2 separate regions of the Mus musculus genome follow, and region 1 is linked to region 2. The links are chromatin contacts, called in public Hi-C maps. All regions are on one chromosome and are shown on one strand. Each heading gives the region's core, a stretch centred on a gene start, on an enhancer-like site or on the middle of the called end of the contact. The rest is flanking DNA. Distances are from core to core; before and after follow the strand shown.

Region 1 (5,174 bases), core at 1,518-4,017, 110 kb after region 2:
CATCAAGTCTCTAACAGGATTAACCATGTCCTCTCCCACTGAGGCTAGACAAGGCAGTCCTCTGCTTCATATGTGCTGGGCCTCAGACAAGTCCAAGGATGCTCTTTGGTTGATGGCTCAGCCTCTGGGAGTTCCCAAAGGTCCAGGTTAGTTGATACTTTGGGTCTTCCTATGGGGTTGCCATCCCCTTTGGTTCCTTCAGTCCTTCCCCTAGCTCTTCCATAGGGGTCCTTGGCCTCAGTCTAATGCTTGGCTGTGAGTATCTGCATCTGTCTCAGTCGGCTGTTGGTAGAGCCTCTCAGAGAACAGCTCTGCAACCCACCTACAAAACTTTTGACCCCAAACTGCTCCTGTCTAAACAAAATATAGGAACAAAAATGGAGCAAAGACGGAAGGGAAGGCCAACCAGTGACCAGCCCAACTTAGTATCCATCTCATGGGTGAGTACTCATCCCTGACACTATTACTGATACTATACTGTGCATGCTTTTGTTTCTTAAGGTTTTTAAATTATCAAATAGAATTTAACAATAGTTAAGTTTAAAACATTAGAAGAGATTGGGACACTAATAATTCAAAATATTCCATAGTCTTTTAATATGTTTATTCATTTGTCATCTTTGCTATTCATTTTCATTAAAAGTTTAAAATATTACCGATTAACTTAAATCACGATATAGGTGTTAGAATCTTCCTTTAAAACCCAAATATAATGTGTGTTTAAAAATTAGAAGTGAAATTGGCTTCCACAATAAAACTTAATTAAACACAGCTAAAAGTAATTCTTAGTTTTGTGGCATAGGACACAGAACAACTGCCCTTCCATTTCAAGGAGCAGAAGTGAATTCCGCTGTTGCACAGAGAGTATGTGACTTATACTGTGGACAGTTCACTGATAAGATGCTTATCAATATGGAGCTAGAATCAAAGCTGCATACAATAGTCTGCCGTGAGACTTAACAACAACAATACAATTACCAAGCTAATCTGTGAGTGTGGCTATAGGTTTACGCTGCATAAAGCATTGGGACAAGAAAAAAGCAAAGTAAACATCAGTACATATGTTATTTCATATTTTACGAATCTATCCTTACAGCTGCAGGAGACAGACACTCATCTCTAAAGTTTCAGAGTCATGTGAAAACAGCTTTCCAAGATCCTTCCCCATTGAGACATGGCTTGTTCTATCCTACTGCCAGCATTCTGAAAGTCAGAAGAGTTATGGTAGTCATTTTTCCTGATGGCCAAGCATTCCAGGTGCTTTGTTTATTCACTCCTAATATGTAAAAGCCCGTTCTCTTATCTTTTTCCTTCTCTCTATGTAAGAGTTATCGGGCTACCAAATCACCAAACTCAAAATCCCGGCATTAGCTTAAATCAGTCCTCACTCCCTGTAATCTTTCCCCATCTTTCAGCGTGCAATTTTGTCTCAGTTTTGCCCTTCATCCTACAAGTCAGACTCTATCCTTTAGACTGGGATTAATATTATCCTGAATCCCTGTATTTATCTCTTTTGCTCTCACTATTTTCCAATATGGACTATTCATTTGAAGTTACAAGGACTCCTGTGATCTACATGCCATACACATTCGAGGGCTTCCTCATCCTCTTTACAGTGTTAATATAAAGTTAATGTACTTCTGTCCTGACTGCTTCCCTCTGAGTATAGTCTTGTAGCTCCAACTCATACTTCCTTTGAGGTGGAGGGAATGGCTGGAGAAGTCATAATTACACCACATTCTCTTTAAATCTCATCTCTCATCATTCATTCATGGATACCATTCATGATGCCATGGCCTCATTGTCAGGGGGGACTAGGCTCAGAAAATCTGGGACTAAAGCAGTACTCCAAATCACTTCTTTGTGATCTCTTTGAACACCCATAATCTCTTCTCAAAGTGAACCTTGGCAGACTTCATTTCTTCCCCTCCTTAATAAAAATTTCTCTCTGTGTTATCAGGCATTGTATTATCAGGGAGTCTCTCACACTCCACACTGGATGCCTATTTCAGATATCCAGATGAACTCCTGGTATGCAAAGATTGCTATGGAATCTGTGAGTTTGTGGGAATCACTGTTAATTTAAGTTTTAAAATAAGCCTATGCTAAATAAAGTAAATGCACTAGTGCTGAGTAAGGAGGATTTCTTAGTTACTGTAACAGAGGATCTGGAAGGAGAGCTTCTCATTAAGAAGTTCAAGAAAAAGAAAGCCCATTTGTTGTAGGTTTGGGACAAATGGACCGTGAAATGTAAGCTAATAAACACTAACAGTATCACAGGAAGGGAAGATAGACCCAATATTCAGGATTGATGACTGAGGACTAGTGGGAAGCTTTCAGGGTTAGCTGGAGGTTAAGAGATCTGATATTTTGGGAAGACACAACGTAGAGCAGCAGTAACATTGACAGCAGAGGGGGTAACTAAGCCGCAAGAAATTAAGCAGAAAGTAAATACTTTACAGGAAAGTCGAAATGGCATGATAGGATCCAAGAAATGATTTATAGAATCAGACCACAGACTCAGTGCTAGGAAAATTGACCACCCCATCACATGAGACTCTGACTTTAAAGACATTAGGACACTGGACTACCTCAGAATCAGACCCCAGTGTCTTGCAGGCATGGTTGGAAGGAGGGAAGTTGTTAGTGGGGAAGAAGGTACTACTGGACTAAAGGATGCCAAAAGCAAGGGAAGCAAAGTCCAAACCCAGCAAATGCCAAACTGCAGTGCTGTCTACTTAAGTGTGTGTAGCCCTGCCTGCTGGCTCCACCTGCAGGCGCTCCGGGCAAATGCTGCTAAATAAAGATGGCCTTGACTGAATTAACATGTTGGCACTCTTACTCCTCTTCCCTTTTAGGAACATTCACTTACTAACTTTGGCAAATGCTCACAGTAACTTATTTCTTATTCGAATAGCCTATTTTATAAAGTCAGTTTTCTGTTTGTGCATATGTTTTTGAGTGTGGTATAAGCAAGTGTACACCCATATTCATGCACGTAGAGGCCAGAAGAGCATGTTGAGTTCTTTCCTTTATTACTCTCCACCTTATTTTTGGATAGGGTCCCTCACTGACCCCGAGGCAAGCTATGTCAGCCATGCTGGCTGGTCAAAGAGCTCCTGGGATTGGCCTTTATCTGTACCCAATTCTGGTACTATAGGCAAATATAGTATTACTTGGCTTGCACAGGGTTTATTGGCCAATTATTCAAACTTACATCTTCTTGTGTGCACAGCAGGCAGTCTTGCCTACTGAATGATATCTCCAGTCCTTCAACTTGTTTTCTGAGAACTACTCATCTGTACTATATAATTTGCAGTGCCTAGCCAGTGGGCTCAATTCCAGGAATTGCTAACAAATACAATGAGGCACATTTCCATGCCAGGGAAAGATAAATGACTATTAAGAATTATTTTTGTATAGTTGCTGGTTTAGACCTTATGAATTCTTAGTAATTAGAAATCATGCATATATAAAGGCAAGCAGAAGACAAGAAAGTCGTTTAATCAAACCCATAGAAAATACACAGAATTCCTGAGCACTGTCAATTAGCTCAGGATCTACATGATAGAATGACCCCTGATACCCTAAGAAACCTGGGAAGAGACACTGTGTTGTGTTATGATCAGTGTATCTTTAATTTATAATATTAAGATGGGTGACAGGCACTTAATAAATGGTCAAAATTTGCAGAAAAAAATTTGATTAAGTGAACAAAGGATCATATAAGTTATACAGCACAGCCTGACAATAATAATGATAATAATACCTGAAGAAAAAGATGGCTTCACTTAACATTTTTAGGGATTTCAAATAGTTTTAAATTTTATTTATTTATTTATTTTTGTTTTGCTGACTTTTTTTTTTTTTTTTTTGAATGTGTGTCTGTGTAGCACATGTGTGCAGTGCCCGAGGATGCCAGAGAGAATATCATATTTCCTGTGACAGGAGTTTTAGATATTTGTGAGTCAACAGGTGAGTGCTAGGGGTTGAACCAGATTCTTCTAAAGGGCTGTTAGTGCTCTTTCCACTGAGCCATCTCTCCAGACCAAGGCAAACTTTAAAAGAGAAATACAGCTACCTGGAATCCTCTTAAACATCAGGAACTGATTAAATGCCTATGGTGTAAGTTTTGTCCCTACTAGGGACATGTGAATGGCGATGAATACGTGCCAATAGAGAAGGACACCAAGTCCAGCTGAATGAGACATTTTCTACTCCTCTTCATACCAGCAATCAAAATGATTTGGAGATCGATTCCTGAACAGCACTGTATACTGACTTCAGATGTTCAAGTAGCTGATGTTCCAGAGCATCTATGTTACAGGCACACTAGCGACCTCTCTTGTTCTGGAATGTGGTGGTGCACTGAATTTTAGCTAGATGGGGATTGCAAGTTTTCTTTGTGACTCATGTTCATCAACATATTTTTTATTCATGAAAAAATACTGTACAACTCTGATGACAAAAGACATCAGTTTCTTTAAGTCAAGGATATTGGTTTTACATACAGAACAGAGACTGACCGGCTTTTGAAAGGATTTATAAACAGCACAAAACTCAATCCTGCTCTCAGATGTGCCTTACCTTTATACCTATATGGTTTTCTTATTAATATTGATTAACAAAATGCCCACATAGCTATTGGTTGCAATCAGAATTTTGAAGGTTCATCTGTAGTTGTTCAAAATATAAAAAGCTGAAATAATTTTATTAACCTCTAAAAATGACATGGACTAGTATATTTTTTGACATGGATCAGATTTTTTATTGGAGAGAATAGCAGTAGTAGGTAATAGGAAAGATTTTAATATTAAAAGATAAAGGAACCAGTAAGCTGCACTTTATTATGAAATTTCTGATAATTTAAGAGCTGAAAGGCCACAGGGGCTTGATCTGCTTTTATTCTTCTGCATTTCTTTCAAAATCCTCACGTGATTTTGGTCTCTCACGTGAAATTACTCATAAGAGATACACAGAGTTGGACAAGAATTACTTCCTCAGATTATTTGACAAATACCTTCAAGGTACAGATCCCAGTAGAGGAAGTGAAATGAAACAGAATACAGACAGCAATAGTCTTAGATGGGACAGAAACACCCTTGGAAGTCCCCTCTTAACTACAGGTCTATTTGCAATCTTTGTTCAAATGAATAACCATATCATAGGAAGAA
Region 2 (4,921 bases), core at 2,403-4,902:
CCAAGGGACTGGGGACTGAAACCTTCATGATGAGAGCTAAAATAAATTCTTGCTCTGTTAAAGTGTTTTTTTCTTAGATATTTGGCAGAATGCAGCTAAGACAAATTATGACAAGAGGGAGAATAAAATAAAATAATGATAATGATTAATAATAATAATAATAATAATAATAATAGACACTAAACCCTTAGCTATTTCTTCCTTCACTGACCTGAACTATGTAATACAGTTTAGGGAACAAAAAATATACCATATTATAGCCTGGATGTCAATCATGCTTTCAGTAGGATTTTTGTGACATTCTCATATTGAGTCATAGAGAGATTATTTATTTGGGAATAAAGGCATGAAAATTTAGAAGAGAAAATGATGTTCAATCAGTAAATGTTACAATTATAAAAACTTTATTTCACTCTTACTCTCATTAAATCTTTATAAGCACCATGTCATAGACAGGCAATGTAGGAAGAGGACACCATAATGCTTCAGTTAATCACAAACTGCAAGCTGATGAGGATGTGACACTACAGCTATGTGGGGCACATGAATGAGACCACACATCTATTTGCACTGTCTATTGTAGAAACCCAAAGCTTGTGCTTGGAAACATCAAAAAGAACACTGCGCCGCTACGGTGGCAGTTTATACTCTGCTAAAACTTGATCCTGCAAGCAGCAATGTTGTCATCTGGTGATCCTGAACAGTGTCAGGCCATAGGCAGAGACTAACTCTTTAATGTTTAAACAATGCTTAAAGGTAATATTCCACATTGGGCAAGCTACCTGCAATGTCCTCTGCTGTGCAGATTTCTCATAGGCAACCATCAAGCCATCATTTACCTAATGAAACTGGGGGAGAACTACATTTTCAGTGAAATGTTTTAATTTGGTCCTCTATTCAAAGACAATTGCCAAGATGTTTTACATAAATTTAATTCACAGGCATGTACACAAGGGAACCACTACAGAAAACATTGCTTCCTGGTTTATGAATAAAAAGTTTATCCTTTACTTACACTAAACATACAAAAAATAATCTACAAAAAATTGTTTACCATTGATTTTTAGCTAACTCTCCTAAAACAACAACAACAACAAAAATGATTGTGTGGCGGTAGTATTTTATCCATCAAAAAAGTAATGTAAGTAACCAATAAATATAATGTGCTTCTTCCATATAGACATATGTACACTTCAGTCTTTGGCTTATGTTATTTTCTAAAAGGAACTTTAAATGATCCAGCCATCATTGCACATTAAAAGAAAATAAGCCATATATATGTATGTATGTATGTATATATACACACATATGTATATATGTATGTATGTATATATATATATATATATATATATATATATATATATATATATACACACACACACATTTATATAGAATCTGGTACACTTGGAACATATAAAATGAAATTTACCATGACTTTGCACAGCTTGTTTCCTTCCCCATTCTTAAGGTCCCACAGTTTTTATTTTAAAAAGAGAGGGAAATGCCACTTACAAAGTGCATGCAATGTGTGGTAGCTGCTCTACAGAAAGCAGGAGAGAAAAGGCTGTGTGGTCACTGGACAGACACAGACCACTTCTCATCCAAATCTGCCTCTGATTAAAGATAAAATTAGGTGGCATGAAATGTGGATGCTCTCATACAGTCACAGAAACTGATCAAGTCCTTTTTATTAAGATACACAACTTTATAAGAAAAATACATTTGCCTCTCCAATGTAAAAGCCTCCCACCCCGTACATTAAAATCTCTCGGTGCAGTAACAGGTACAACAGCTGCTGGCTCAACAGACGAATGGATTTCTGCTTGGATGCTCTGCAAATAGTCTCAGCGAACTATGAGGACTCCAGGTACTCTAACGCCACATCATAGCAAAAACGATACTGCTCCTGCATCATGTCAGAACAGAAGGGATGAAAGGAGTTAGCAAAAGGCTAATGGTGAGTAATAGCATCTGTGTGAGTTCTTGACACCCAATTTAGATTATTTAAAAGTCGTAAATTACTTATTTTGCATATAACAGGAACATCTGGCCATATATATTTTATTCTCAAGTCTAATGATCCCTTTTAAGAAAAAAAAGAAACAGTAAAAAGATGTTTTATCTTTGCCCTAAATTTCCTATCATTTAATATAGTGCCAAGGATTTTTATAGGATTAAAATAGTTAAGAATGTTTCCCAGCTTACAAAAAGGTAAAGAACCAGGCTGTGGTGGACCACACTTTAATCCCAGCAACCAGACAAGGTGTGTCTCTGAGTTCAAGGCCAGCATGGTCTACAGAGTGAGTTCTAGAACAGCCAGAGCTACACAGAGAAACCCTGTCTTGGCATGGGGGAGGGGAAGAGTACACGATTGACATAGTAATCGTCTCAGAAAAATAAAAAATCGGAGTTCTCAAGAGGATTTTCTGTTTTACATGTTGTATGTTACACATCCTGAGTCTTTTTATATCACGCAAAAATCTACCATGTGGATTATCTGGATTACTTGTTAGATTATTTCAATATCTTTCTGTTTTGTATTGCTGCTGGTGTGTGCCTGTGCTTTCCTCCATATTCCAAATGATCTCTTTAGATAAAAGTGAGGGAGAAAGAGAGAGAGAAAGAGAGAGACAGAGAGACAGATAGGTAGAGACAGTGAAAGACAGAGACAGAGAGAGATGAGAAGAACCCCCTGTATGCTACCTTTTGCAATGGTATCAGAGTACCATTTCAACCAATTTAAAAGGAATATTTAAGAATTAAAAAGAAATAACCCTTCAAGCTCACTTATGCCTAAATAGATTCCTGACACCTCTTCTTAATTAAGACAACTTGATTGACAATGTTGTTGATCAAGTTGATAATGCAACATTTGAGTTAAAATAACACTTCTTTTGAGTGTAGTCACTTAAAATCCACTATCAAGAAGTTTAAAAAGACCAGAGACTGTTATAAATGATGACTTATATTATATAATTCATTGGACAGTTCCCAGCCCAGTCCAAGCAGGTAAAATCTAGGCAGGCTGAACTAGTGCAGAACTTAAAGTAAATATTAAAATATCCAGAATCTCTGACAACCAACGTAAATATGCTCTACATTAGCTTCCTGGGAGAAGTCCCACCAAAGATAAAAAAAAAAAAATGCTTGCAGCCAGTCAGTGCCTCTCAATTTTGTTTAAATCTACATTTCCATATCAAACTCAGCCCAAACCATAGTAAACTTTATTAATCATTGATGTTGATTAAGCAGTGCATTCTGTCAACTCTGTCAAGATTTGTGGGACATAAATAAAAAAGGAAAACAGTAACTCATGGGAAGGTTCTAGAACAAATATTCAACTGTAAACTTAGAAGTCAAAAGGTGGTATATCAAAGGCAAATTTGGAGACAGATGTTACTTCTGAAGGCATGTGACTTGAAATGTTTCAGGCAGAGTATATTTCACAGGTTATACATCTTGAAACCAGAGAGTGATAACTATCTACTGTCCAGTCTGTATGTAAAAATTCTCAAATCAATACTCTCTGTCCTTCTCAACTGCCTGCATTCCAGAGAAGGTGACGTTATCTGGTCCCAGTTGGAGTCTCCTAAGAGCACTCTTTGAGAAAGGGAGAAGTTAGCTGCCACTAGCCAGAGTGAAACAGCATAAACCGAAGTCTTTAGATGTTTGTCTCAGGAAACAATGCACTTCCTGTGTGAACAACCCCAAGCAGGAAGTGGTAAAAACACCAAGAGCTTACTAAATTTCTCTCTCTCTCTCTCTCTCTCTCTCTCTCTCTCTCTCCCTCTTTCCCTCTCCCTCACTCTCTTTCCCTCTCCCCCCCCCCCCCCGCTTCCTCCTCTCTCCCTCCCACAGCCCCACACCTCCGTTGCTCCCATCATCTTGATAAAGTAGGGCAAGCAACAGTGATGCCCTGGCTTTTCTCCCTTTCTTTTCTATGATTGCTGCAGCTGCTCTTCCTTCCCAGTCTCTTTGTACTTATGTGTAACCCCCAAGTCAAGCATGTTACAGAGGCAGTAACTTTCTTACTTGGTACACAGCTCCATTTAGATGAAGCCTTGCTCACATATCCCCATTTGTCCTTATTTTAGAGGCTTTGTGAGCTTAGAAGAACTTTTGTCACATTATATGCACTGTACTGTAAGGCTGATAAAAGCTTTTCAGCTGACAGCAAGGACAGACTGACAATTTACATTCGGATTAGATGGGGAAGGATTATGGATAATAGCTGCTATAAACTTCAGTTGCTCTTTCAAAAACACTGGGCGTCAGGTCTGTTTATATAGGTCAGTGGTAGAATGCCTGGCCTAGCATGCTTGAGATCCTGGGTTCCATACCTAACAACACCCACACACGCACACACACACACACCAAAATAAGTCAATTAAAACAAAGTAAGTGAACAAACAGAAAATAGGTGTCTAAGATTCTGAGGTGACCTATGAGTATATCTGCGACTTAACTCAATATGCCTCAACAAGCAAAAAAGTGACTACACTTTAGTGAGATTTATTTTCCTAGAACTATTTACTGCACAGCACAAATTCACTGATAATAAGGAGGACAAATTTCACTTCTCAAATCGCATGAGACCATTTTCTTCACCCAACAGGTTATGTGATGGGGAATGCATTTATACAGGCAAAGCCAGACTAGCTACACTCTACCTATTAGTCACAACGTCCCAGCAAGTTTCATGTGCACATCTGACTGATTTCCTCTATGTGCGTGAAGACCCACAAGTCAGTAGGTATATGACTGAGTAGTCACTGAGACCCTCGAAAGATTCTGTGGCTCACCGGGGCTTCCACCATGTTTGGCTTGCTGTTCCTCAGCGTCTTTACTGCATGGAAAACATCCACCACATTTTGCCGCTTCACCATCTCCACAACAATGCCTATGGCACAGAACATGCCAC

The links. A called contact is a pair of places that touch in the nucleus more often than the background predicts.
Region 1: a Hi-C map of double positive thymocytes shows a contact between it and region 2, with 7 times the contacts expected there. The contact joins two enhancer-like sites. A contact is called at or near these places in 9 of 484 Hi-C or Micro-C datasets (CD4 T cells, CD8 T cells, the HL-1 cell line and 5 more), 5 of 115 datasets of contacts at active chromatin or transcription factors (CD8 T cells, T-cell acute lymphoblastic leukemia, double positive thymocytes and 2 more) and 4 of 9 other capture datasets (adipose tissue, embryonic stem cells, liver and 1 more).

Annotation. Positions count from the first base shown.
Region 1 is chr10:28,483,359-28,488,532 of GRCm38.p6, reverse strand. All of the region lies in intron 11 of Ptprk (protein tyrosine phosphatase, receptor type, K), which reads right to left. Among named protein-coding and RNA genes, the nearest start is that of Themis, 180 kb to the left of the region's middle. Within about 2 kb of position 2,767, at least 14 of the 459 cell types and tissues checked have an H3K27ac peak or open chromatin away from gene starts, as enhancers often do. A contact at or near this core is called in CD8 T cells, the P5424 cell line, T-cell acute lymphoblastic leukemia and 2 more, where this site is marked.
Region 2 is chr10:28,592,787-28,597,707 of GRCm38.p6, reverse strand. Ptprk (protein tyrosine phosphatase, receptor type, K) reads right to left here. Exons shown (of 32, transcript NM_008983.2): 31 at 4,803-4,921; 32 at 311-1,906. The coding sequence ends at 1,853. Among named protein-coding and RNA genes, the nearest start is that of Themis, 73 kb to the left of the region's middle. Within about 2 kb of position 3,652, at least 92 of the 459 cell types and tissues checked have an H3K27ac peak or open chromatin away from gene starts, as enhancers often do. A contact at or near this core is called in CD8 T cells, the P5424 cell line, T-cell acute lymphoblastic leukemia and 2 more, where this site is marked.